Regions from separate parts of the Zea mays genome. Here region 2 is linked to region 1. Evidence: chromatin contacts called from public Hi-C data. All regions are on one chromosome and are shown on one strand. Each heading gives the region's core, a stretch centred on a gene start, on an enhancer-like site or on the middle of the called end of the contact. The rest is flanking DNA. Distances are from core to core; before and after follow the strand shown. Region 1 holds the start of LOC103637435 (protein LAZ1 homolog 2). Region 2 holds the start of LOC100285356 (ABC-type Co2+ transport system, permease component).

Region 1 (5,211 bases), core at 2,210-4,709:
ATGATGGAATCCACAGACCGTTTCTGCATATCTCTTCACACTTCTAGCATGTGAAAGCAGTGATGGCAATGAGGAGTTCGGGTCGGACGAAGAAAAAAAAAAACTGTCTGGGATCGCATTCGTCGAAGTAATTCCCAACCCACGATCAAATCTATCGGGTTTCAAGTCACCTATGAATTCTGTATCATTCTACACTTTTAAACAATAATTCAGCTATAAACAAAATTAAGTATCAACAATATTTGAGTTGTATTTTCGGATTTTAAGGCTTCTCACATTGAGAAGCAACAGAAGTACAGAACATTTCTTAAATCATTAGTCAAGTACTATTGCATTTTAGACATTTTTGTGTAAAATAAACAATGAGCCAAATTTCGGATGATTGCGTGCGAGTTAGCATCCACGGGTTGAAATAGAAAATCACACACCCATACCCGTAAAACTTCATATTGGGTGCAGATGCATCCACGAGTCAAAATCGTTACCCATATACCCGCACATATCGGGTCGAGTACCCATCAAGTTTTAGGTCTACACGCTAAATTGCGGTGAAAGAAAGGTGTTCCGTTTCTGGTGCAAAATTGGCAACGGAAATGAACTAGCTTAGTATGTGCTACCACATTGCACTAGAAACGATCTAGACAACTATGGCGTGTTTGGTTTCTTGTCTAAGCTAAGGCGGCCCCACAACTCGTCTATGGTTAACCGCTCGAATGAAATTAATAACTAAGCTTAGACAGAGAAATTAGGCAAGTTGTGTGGCGCATTTGTCCATTCTACTTCTAATAGAACCTTCAAGAGGAATGAACGTACGTGCTGAGTCCATTATTTACCAGTAAAAAATAATTTAGTTTGGCGCACATGAAAAGTAACCGAAAACATATATATTGGCCATCTTTGTCATCCATCTCTCATTTTCTTGAACAGCTCCGCTTGTATATCTACTTTTACGAGATGTGGTCCGTCAACAGAAATTTGTGATGGTTTTAATCATCTCGATTCTCTGAATCTCTCAGTTCAGCCTTTTAAATAAAAATGCTTTGAATTATGGGTGCTTGTTTCGTAATGATAAGGCTAACTGGGTATAGAATTTGAGAGTATTGTGATTCAAGCAATAAAAAACAACTCGAGTTGTTCGTTTTATGTGGCCTAGCCAAGGTAGCAGCTAGGCATACATATTCAGCATGATTAGTTAATTAGGTGGCCGAGTGTGGTCTAAGTCGTGTGAGCATGGCTCGCTAGAAACGGAACGATCCTAGGTACCTAGGGTACCTACGCATGCAGTCTATGCAGTCTGGAGAGGTGATTTTTTGGCAAACCCTGCATCTGCAGATGCAGGCTTAGCGTCACATACACAGTTAAGTAAATAGGAGTTGTCCACCTAGAGAATCAGATGCCTAGGAGCAGACTCTGTCTTTAGGCAAAGATGCCTTAAGTACATGGCCTCTCGAAACCCAGACGGAAAACTTCAACGGACAAAAAACAGTGAAGCCCCGGGCATTAATTGTATTGCTATGCGCTAGCTCGTCATAATTAGAGCTTGTTCGGTTAGCTCTCGATCCATGTGGATTGAGTGAGATTGTGTGAGTTTAAATCATCCTAAGTAAGTCAAACTCTTTCTTAATTTTTCAATCACATCCAATCCATAGGTAATGATATTAATCGAACAAAGCCTTAGATGGAAACTAACCTCACGAAGTAATCGTGGTCTCTATCATTATATTTATATCACATACGTATCTACATAAGCATCCAACGCATGTGAAAGCTATATTTTTTTCCCCAAATGATCATCTTTATATAAATTATGTAACAGTCCTAGGGCTAGTTTGATATCTCCATTTTTATAATGGATTTTTATTTTTCAAGAGAAATTAGTTCAATTTTAGGACTAGTTTGGTAATTACATTTTCCAAAGGATTCTTATTTTTCCAAGGAAAAATGAACTAATTTCTCTTAAAAATTGAAAATCCTGTGAAAAAATATGATTTGCAAACTAGCCCTTAGGGTTATTCAAAACAAATGATTTTCTTCACGTGGATCCTCTCTAAATTCTTTATATCAAACCAGGCCTTAGGGTTTCTCAATACCTACACAACTTTTCCCCAATTTTCTCCGGCCTATAAACGATGGGATACCCAAATACAGATGAGTACAGTACTCCGGCCTATAAGAGGACTGGGCTGACCAGAGATCCTATTGGGCCGTCGAGTGTACTACTGCACGACACCTTTTTTTGTGTACATCTCTATCCGTCTCTCAATTCTACGAGGTAGCCCAGTACTCCAGTTTGAGGGCCCAATAGATACCGCAAGCGTGTTGACAATATAGGCCGTAACGGAAAAGATTCTGTGACAATATAGCCCAGTACTCTAGCTGTGGGGAGAGCATAGATGTGTACGTAGCTGATCAGTGATCATCACAAGATTACACTACAGCGATTCGATCCCTCTAGAGGACTAACGGAAAAGATTCTGTGATTATATATATATATATATGCAGATTATTACTGTGCAGCTGCTTTACATACCAAGGCAAGCCACCAAGTATCGTCCGAAGGCGTACAGAGCAAAGGCTTCGTAACAATTCCGTAATATATCACAGGCCAGAGAGAGCTTCGAGTTCCACAGTGAGATTATCTGGAAGGAGGAAATTGGATATCAATTCATGTCAAGAACTCAAGATTGATGGGTTGCAAACTACGTACAAACCCGCTAGCTGCTAGTGCTTACCGATTCGCAGGCATAAACAGGCACCATGAACAGCACAGCTATGATCCACTTCTGTTCCTGCAGGATTCCAGCATGCAGGAGAGTGCATCAGCACAATCGTCCAGCAGCACGCACGGATAACAACAAACAAGCCATCCCTATGAACATCAGTTAGTTACTTACAGCTGGATCGCTGTAGGATCTGAGGTGCTGCAGGATGAGCCAGAGCGAGATGAGGAGCGCCACGAGCGCGAACGGCGCGCCAGTGAGCACCGCCGGGCCGTGGACGTTGCCGTACAACCCCCGGAAGGTAGAGGATGATGATCCGTCAGATGCCATCGCCTCATTCCACATCCAATCCAAGGCTGTCTGCACCAACGACTTCTCTTGGGCTCTGCAGCACAGCTCTCAGGCCACAGGGGAGGGGAGGGAACACCCGAGTAACACTTGGCGGAAGAAGTTGGGTGGGGGGATCATCTGCAGATCAAGTACTCCGCGGCGCGGCAAGTGAATTGAGCCCGCCACATGTTGGACAGATTGGAGTTCAAATACCCCCAACAAAAAATATAAACAGAGGGGACAATTAATGGATTCGAGTGGCGGCGGCAGGGAGAGAAGGAGACGAACAACGCATCCACGCAAGTACAAGAGGGGTATCCTTACCAATCGGAGCTGGAGCGGAGGGAGATCTCCGGTCCACCGCCACTGGCTGCACGGCTGAATGAGGACACGACGACTATAGATGTACATGAGGCACGGGCCCGTTAACCCGGCCCGAGGCCCGTTTTTTTTTTGGCCCGGTTCGCGCCCGGCCCGGCATGTATGGGATGGGTCCGGGCTGGCACGGCCCAGTGGAGCAGGCCGTGTCTGGGCCGCTGGCCAGGCACGTGGGCCGGCACGGCACGGCCTGCTCCACGCGGACAGCCCGGTCGGGGTCCGTAGCCGACGTCGTGGCCCTTACTGAAAGTCGCCTAGAAGGGGGTGAATAGGGTGAAACTGAAATTTACAAATATAAACACAACTACAAGTCGGGTTAGCGTTAGAAATATAATAGAGTCCGCGAGAGAGGGTGCAAAACAAATCGCAAGCGAATAGTGAAGTGAGACACGCGGATTTGTTTTACCGAGGTTCGGTTCTCTCAAACCTACTCCACGTTGAGGAGGCCACAAAGGCCGGGTCTTTTTCAACCCATTCCCTCTCTCAAACGGTCCCTCGGACCGAGTGAGCTTTCTCTTCTCAATCACTTGGAACACAATGTTCCTACAAGGACCACCACAAGATTGGTGTCTCTTGCCTCAATTACAAGTGAGTTTGATCGCAAGAAAGAATCAAGAAATAAGAAAGCAATCGAAGCGCAAGAGCTCGAAAGAACACAAGCAAATCTCTCTCACTAGTCACTAAAGCTTTGTGTGGAATTTGGGAGAGGATTTGATCTCTTGAGTGTGTCTAGAATTGAATGCCTAGCACTTGTAAATGGTTGGAAGTGTGAAAACTTGGATACCATGAATGGTGGGTGGTTGGGGGTATTTATAGCCCCAACCACCAAACTAGCCGTTTTGTGAGGCTGTCTGTCGAATGGCGCACCGGACATGTCCGGTGCGACAGCCACGTCACCAGAGCCGTTGGGTTCTGACCGTTGGAGCTCTGACTTCTGGGCCCGCCTGGATGTCCGGTGGCGCACTTGACATGTACTGTAGAATGTCCGGTGCGCCAGCATGGGCGTGCCTGACCTCTGCGCGCGCTGGCGCGCAATAAATGCGCTGCAGGTAGCCGTTGGCGCCTGAAGTAGCCGTTGCCCCGTTGTTACACCGGACAGTCCGGTGTACACCGGACATGTCCGGTGAATTATAGCGGAGCAGCCGAAGCGAATTCCCGAGGCTGGCGAGTTCCTGAGGCCGCTCTTCCTTGGAGCACCGGACACTGTGAAAGGGAAATGTGCCCTTGGGCCATTTCTAAGTATTTTGGTGATTGAGTGTCAACACAAGTGTTTAAATATGAATCTATGCCCATGGGTGAACAAAGTGCAAATCAAGAGCAAAGGTATGTTTCTAAGTCTTAGTACATTGGTTTTGTGTACTAATATATTTGTCTAAGTGTTAGAAACAGAAAGAAGAAGAAAAGAGAAGAGTTGGCTGTGTACAGCCAAAAGGCTGGTTCGGTCTGGGGCACCGGACTGTCCGGTGGTGCACCGGACAGTGTCCGGTGCGCCAGGTTGCCTCGAGCGAAGTGGTCGCTCTCGGGAATTCACCGACGGCGTACGGCTAAAATTCACCGGACTGTCCGGTGAGCCAACTGTCGGCCGGGCCAACGGTCGGCCGCGCGATCTGCGCGGGACACGTGGCCGAGCCAACGGTCGGAAGGGGGCACCGGACTGTCCGGTGTGCACCGGACATGTCCGGTGCGCCAACGGCTCCCAGATCTGCAACGGTCGGCTTCGCCAATTAAGGAAAGGAATCGGGCACCGGACACTGTCCGGTGTGCACCGGACTGTCCGGTGCGC
Region 2 (5,346 bases), core at 770-3,269, 230 kb after region 1:
CTTTATTCCATGTTCTCAGTTATCTAATTGACTGCAGGATTTGTTCAAAAGGTGTAGTGTTGCTATCTGCTAAACTGCTCTCCTTGTTTCATCCTTTTTGTTGTTTTTGATGATGTACATGTGCACTTTATCATACTTGATTTGTAGCTTCAAGCTTAAAAGGTTGAGAATCGTAGCTACCATGTTTGGTTTGTACTAAATTACTAATTACCCATGCATATAACCCCATATTCAGTGTATTAGGAATTGAAAAGATATCTCCAGAGTTCCCATATCTTATCTGCATTTAGTGTACACTACAGTCTACAAGGCGTCTTTGTTCAATTGGCAACCAAAATAAATGGGGGGTGATTCATGAGACAGACAAATCTAATGTGGAACATAAAGCAGATTAATTAGTCCATTACGGGCATGTAGCCATCTCATGTTTGTCTAAATAACCTTCCAAGACAGTTTGTCAAATGCCAAATAAAAGAGAATGGGAAGTAAATGTGTTCATCTTCTAAAGTGAAATATTTGATCGCCGTTGATGTTTCTAAATGTTGGACTGTCTTTTATTGCATTGTCAGGCTAATAATAAGATGGAGTTCGTCTTCGCAAGTCATTCTTTTGATGTTTGTGAGAGCTGGATGCTGGAAGGGTGCCTTTCAGAATACTGCAAACTTGTTAATCGCAAAAATGCTATGGTACGTTCATTCATCCTTGCCATTCTAAGCAGGATAAACTTAACATACACAAATATCCCCAGTAGTCAGACGAAACGAACTACTTGCACTGATTCCATGTGTTGTTTATACCTTTCCTGGTGGTTAATTTTTTCTGAAGGCTGTACTTGGGGTCTATATTGAGGTCCTTGGAGCTCCGAGTGAAGATGGTGTCGTTCGGTGGCTTGATTAATACATCAAGGCTATGCTATATTTAGAGAACATTTTAAGGCTATGTTGTTTCTATAGAACAATTTAGGCTTATGCTGCCAACTGCTATCCTCGGGTTAGGTCTTCTCTGAGTCTCTCTTGCCAAGTCTCAGTTTTGGCTGTTCTACTGCATCTGCATGGACATGGACTCGCAACGCAGTCTTTTTTAGTTTGTTTGTTTTTTTACTGTCTGTTTGTTGTAAGCTGTGTCTATTGTATTTTAATTATACAGTGTGACAAGCAATCGCTATTATAGTATTCTCTATTCAAAATTCAGTACTTGTGTATTACTCAGCTAATTTATATTTTCTTTTTACTGAAAGGTAGGATCGATACCCCCAACGAATATTACATGATCAGTAGCAAGGTGCGCAAGATTTTCAGTCTCATGTCCAGCCGGTCATTTCTTCTTCTGCTTTGCCTTCTGCTTCTCAATCTCTTCCTGCCACAGCACGGGCCAGTTGGCCCGGGCCTCGTCGATGCCGAGCAGCGACCCTTCCTTGTCGGGGTCCCAGCTAGCCGACAGCGTGCCGTAGGCGATACCCAGCGCCGACGTGCCGAAGGCGACGAGGATGGTCAGCAATGGCACCCACGATGGCACCACCACCCCCTGGCCGCGCTTGAGCGCGTCGTACACGTTGAGCAGCGCGACGCCCGACGCCATGGGAAGGCCCACCGTGAACGCGATCCGGCGCAGGATGCGGTCGAACACGGGCTGCGGAAGCTCGTCGTCGTCGTCAACCTCGCCGTTGCTGCCGCCGCCGTCTTGCTTCGCCAGGGACGCTTCTTCCATCCCCAGGAGCTGCTGCTGCCGTTCCTGCACGTCCTGCTGCCGCCGCCGCTCCTGTTGCTTCTCCTTCCGGGTGGTCTTCTTGGACGGCGTCTCGCCGGAGCTGAAGCTGCTGTCCGTGGCCGCCGAGCGGATGGCTGGGGCGCGCCGTCGTTTAGAGAGCGGTGAGAGGCGGCTGTGTGTGGAGTTGAGAGCCCATGGGCGGTGGGGTGGTTTTGCGGTCGGGGTAGCCGCTTGGTGGAGTAAGGCGGCCATGGCTATCCTCCGCGTGGCTTCACCGTCGGAAACGACGACGAGCTCTCACGCGCGGTATGGTGTTTTAGTGCGTGGTTTCGCCGATGATAAATGGCCTTATCGCCTTGAGCGAGCTGTGGCGCGTAGTACATGCGTTGGAGATAAGATAATGCCTTTTGGTTTCGCATGACACAGATCGGCCGGCCCCACAGGAAAATATCTCGTGCGGACCCACAGCAAATATCCCAGGTCAGGAAACGCAGACCCTGCTGCTAGTGAAAAGGGCGATGTGAGGATATGAGATGGGGCTCAAGTCCGGGCCGTGTATGGGGAGGAGGCCCAAGCTGGACAAATTTTAGTATCCAGGCCAGCTCAAAAAAGAACATGTTTTTCAGTTTAGGGCCCGTTCGTTTGCATAGGAATAAACCTAGATTCGTTCCAGCTCATCAAAATTTATATAAATGAGAGAAATAATTTGGCTAGGAATTATTCCGGATCTCCAATCAGTGGAAACCGAACAGGGCCTTATAGTGCTCGGATTCAGGTACTGCGCAGCACCATGTGATGGTTCTTCCTTCACAAAGTGGCAACTGGCAACGCATAGCGGGCTGATGGAGGAGGATTAGCTGGTGGCACTGTTGTTGATGATCAAGAATACCGTATGCCTGTTATTAACCAAAGGTGTCACATACGTACAATCTTACAAGGCAAGAGATCTCAACTTGTACCAAAAACATCTTGCTATTATTAACATCCCTCCCAGTGTCCTGTCCCTGTCCCAGACTGCTGCCCTGCCTCCCATCCATCACCTGCTGTGTTCGCGTTCGTAGCTATCCGACTCCCGAGGAGACAGATCCCGCGCGAGCTTGAATTCCTGCAGGCATTTTCAAAGCGGTCACTGTCAGAGCGAGAACACCGTGAAGCTCAACCTGACATTACACACACGGGGCATCGCCGTACGTCTCTGAGAATCTGGTCGTCTTCGAGCATATGGACCACGTGCGCCATCGTGGGTCTCTGGCTGCCGTCCGGGTCCACGCACCGGAGCGCGGCCAGGACCGCCCGCTTCAGCGCCTTGGACGGCGGCGGCTCCGGCAGCCTCGGGTCCAGCACCTCCTCCACCCTCCGGTCGGCGACCATGCGCTTCAGCCACTCCACCAGGTTCACCTGAGGAGAGAAGAGCAGCAGCGATCTAGAGCATGTTTGGACACATGCATGGAGCTAACGAGCAGTAGCACATGCTTTCAAACACCAATTAGTGGTAGCCCACCTCGTCGGCTGGTCTAGTGTAGTCCACTGGAGTCCTGCCGGTCATGACCTCCATCGCGAGCACTCCGAAGCTGTAGACGTCGCTCCTCTCGTTCAACATCCCGGTCTCGGCGTACTCCGGCGCCACGTACCTGCAACGCACGCGGGAGACGATGACGAACTCCCTTGAACTGAAACAACAGCCCTCTCTCCCTGCGAAAAAAAAACAGAGAAAAAGCGACACCGACCCGAACGTTCCCACGACACGGGTGGTGACGTAGGACCTCTCCGAGCAGAGGAGCTTGGCGAGCCCGAAGTCCGACACCTTGGCGCTCCACTGCCGGTCCAGGAGGATGTTGCTGGACTTGATGTCGCGGTGAACTATCTTGGGCTCCAGACCCTCGTGGAGGTAGGCCAGCCTGAAACCTCACAAACTGTACATGAGTGTCTCCGTCTGCGTAGAAATCCAGGTTTCGACAGCTGTGACAAACTGGTACTACAGAGGACACAGGAGCAGAGGGCAGGCAGACAGTGTTGCTTTCAGACGCAACTCGCCACTCCCCCTAATCATGCCCATTAAAACAGCAAGACCAGTACTGCCGTGCCGTGTCAACAAAGTGCTAACGTTTTCTGGCCATCATAATTTCAGTCCGGAGGACATTAGATGGATGGGCAGGGCAGGCAGGCTAGTAGTGAAGAAGTACGGATAAAAGCAAAAAGAAAGCGTTGTTTTACCCTCTGGCCGTTCCAAGGAGTATGCGCATCCTGATGTCCCAGGTCAGTGAGCTGGTTTCGCTGTCGTCGTGGTGCAGCCACTTGTCCAGATTACTCTTCTCCATGTACTCGTAAACAAGCATCCTGAAGTGACGATGGGGGGGGGGGGGGGGGGGGGGGGGGGGGGGGGGACACAACAACTCTTTGGATCAACGTACTGCCGATGAGGTACATTCATGTCTCGTTTAGATACAATGGTAATGGTAATGGTAATTTGCACTGTACCTGCAAGCTCCCTCGCTGCAGTAGCCGAGCAAACTCACCAGGTTCTTGTGCCGGACGCGCCCGATTGTCTGAACCTCCATTCGAAAATCTTTCTCGGCCTGACCCCTGATCAAGTATACAGCAACTGATGATTTTTTTTTTGTTGTAAAATGATCGATTCATACGATCACTGGCGTGGCTAATTACGCGGTTCATCTGACACTGATCTGAAGAGTGGATAGAACTTGAATTTGTTTGTGTACACAGGAGGAAACGTGAAGCAATTTAATCCAAATCGAAACGTGCCAACCACCTCGATCTATTCTCGCGGGCATCAAGCACATATTTGGTGATAATAAACTTTTCTTTTTTAAAAAAAATGAAACGAGAGGTTTTTCAGCATCAGATCCAGCAAGCAAAAAAACTGAAAAATACGATCGCGACCAGACTAGAAAAGCTTTGCGTGTAGTTTCTGCTCACGCTTCGGAGTTCGGATCCAACCGAACAAATCCTGAAGCGGAGGGAAGAAGCCAACCTGTTGTTGTGGAGGTTTTTGATGGCGACGGCGGTGCCGTCGCGGAGCACGCCCCTGAACACGACGCCGTACCCGCCTTCGCCCACCATGTTGGCGGCGGCGAGCCCGCCCGTGGCCTCCTCCATCTCGCGGCGCGTGTACCGCCGGCCCCACCCGCGCCGCGCCGCCTCTGGAACCTCCGCATCGCTGCCGCCCTGGTCGCTCGCGGTGCTCTCGCCGCTCGTCGAATTCGCGAAATGCTCCGCGAGGATCAGCGGCGCCTTCTGCTCCGCCTTGATGGCCTGGATCGGCGGCTGTTCGAACGAAGCGGGGCGCCAGCGAGCGGCAGCCTCCTCGGCGTCCTTGTTGGCCGGCGGCGGGAGCGGCGGCATTGTCGCTGCTTGATGGTGCGCATGCACGCGGTGCTTGAGGGACTTGCTGGCGCCGGGCCGATGCGGGCACGGGGCCAGGCGCGGTGCGCGGCGCCGGCTGCAGCGGCGGCAGAGGCAGACGGCGAGGCAGAAGAGGGCGAGGGCGGCCGCCGCAGCGCCTGCGGCGACGAGGACCCAGGCGCGGAGGCCGAGGACTGGGGTGCGCTGCGAGAGCCAGGCTCTCGGGACGCCGACGCCCAGCACGGACGCCGTGGCCCCCTGCTGCTGTGGATGGAG

Evidence for each region. A called contact is a pair of places that touch in the nucleus more often than the background predicts.
Region 2: a Hi-C map of tassel shows a contact between it and region 1, with 5 times the contacts expected there. The contact joins the promoter of LOC100285356 here to the promoter of LOC103637435 in region 1. A contact is called at or near these places in 9 of 25 Hi-C or Micro-C datasets (bundle sheath, ear, endosperm and 3 more).

Annotation. Positions count from the first base shown.
Region 1 is chr1:82,979,917-82,985,127 of Zm-B73-REFERENCE-NAM-5.0, forward strand. LOC103637435 (protein LAZ1 homolog 2) reads right to left here and starts at 3,460. Exons shown (of 5, transcript XM_008659634.3): 1 at 3,375-3,460; 2 at 2,895-3,188; 3 at 2,733-2,789; 4 at 2,531-2,639. The coding sequence starts at 3,065.
Region 2 is chr1:83,212,320-83,217,665 of Zm-B73-REFERENCE-NAM-5.0, forward strand. It overlaps LOC100285356 (ABC-type Co2+ transport system, permease component), which reads right to left and starts at 2,020. Exons shown (of 1, transcript NM_001158248.2): 1 at 1,160-2,020. The coding sequence starts at 1,959. The coding sequence ends at 1,315. It overlaps LOC103637470 (C-terminal binding protein AN), which reads left to right. Exons shown (of 7, transcript XM_008659655.4): 6 at 570-686; 7 at 826-1,190. The coding sequence ends at 897. LOC100384693 reads right to left here. Exons shown (of 6, transcript NM_001177169.2): 1 at 4,700-5,346; 2 at 4,186-4,290; 3 at 3,922-4,044; 4 at 3,209-3,605; 5 at 2,899-3,105; 6 at 2,582-2,812. The coding sequence ends at 2,744.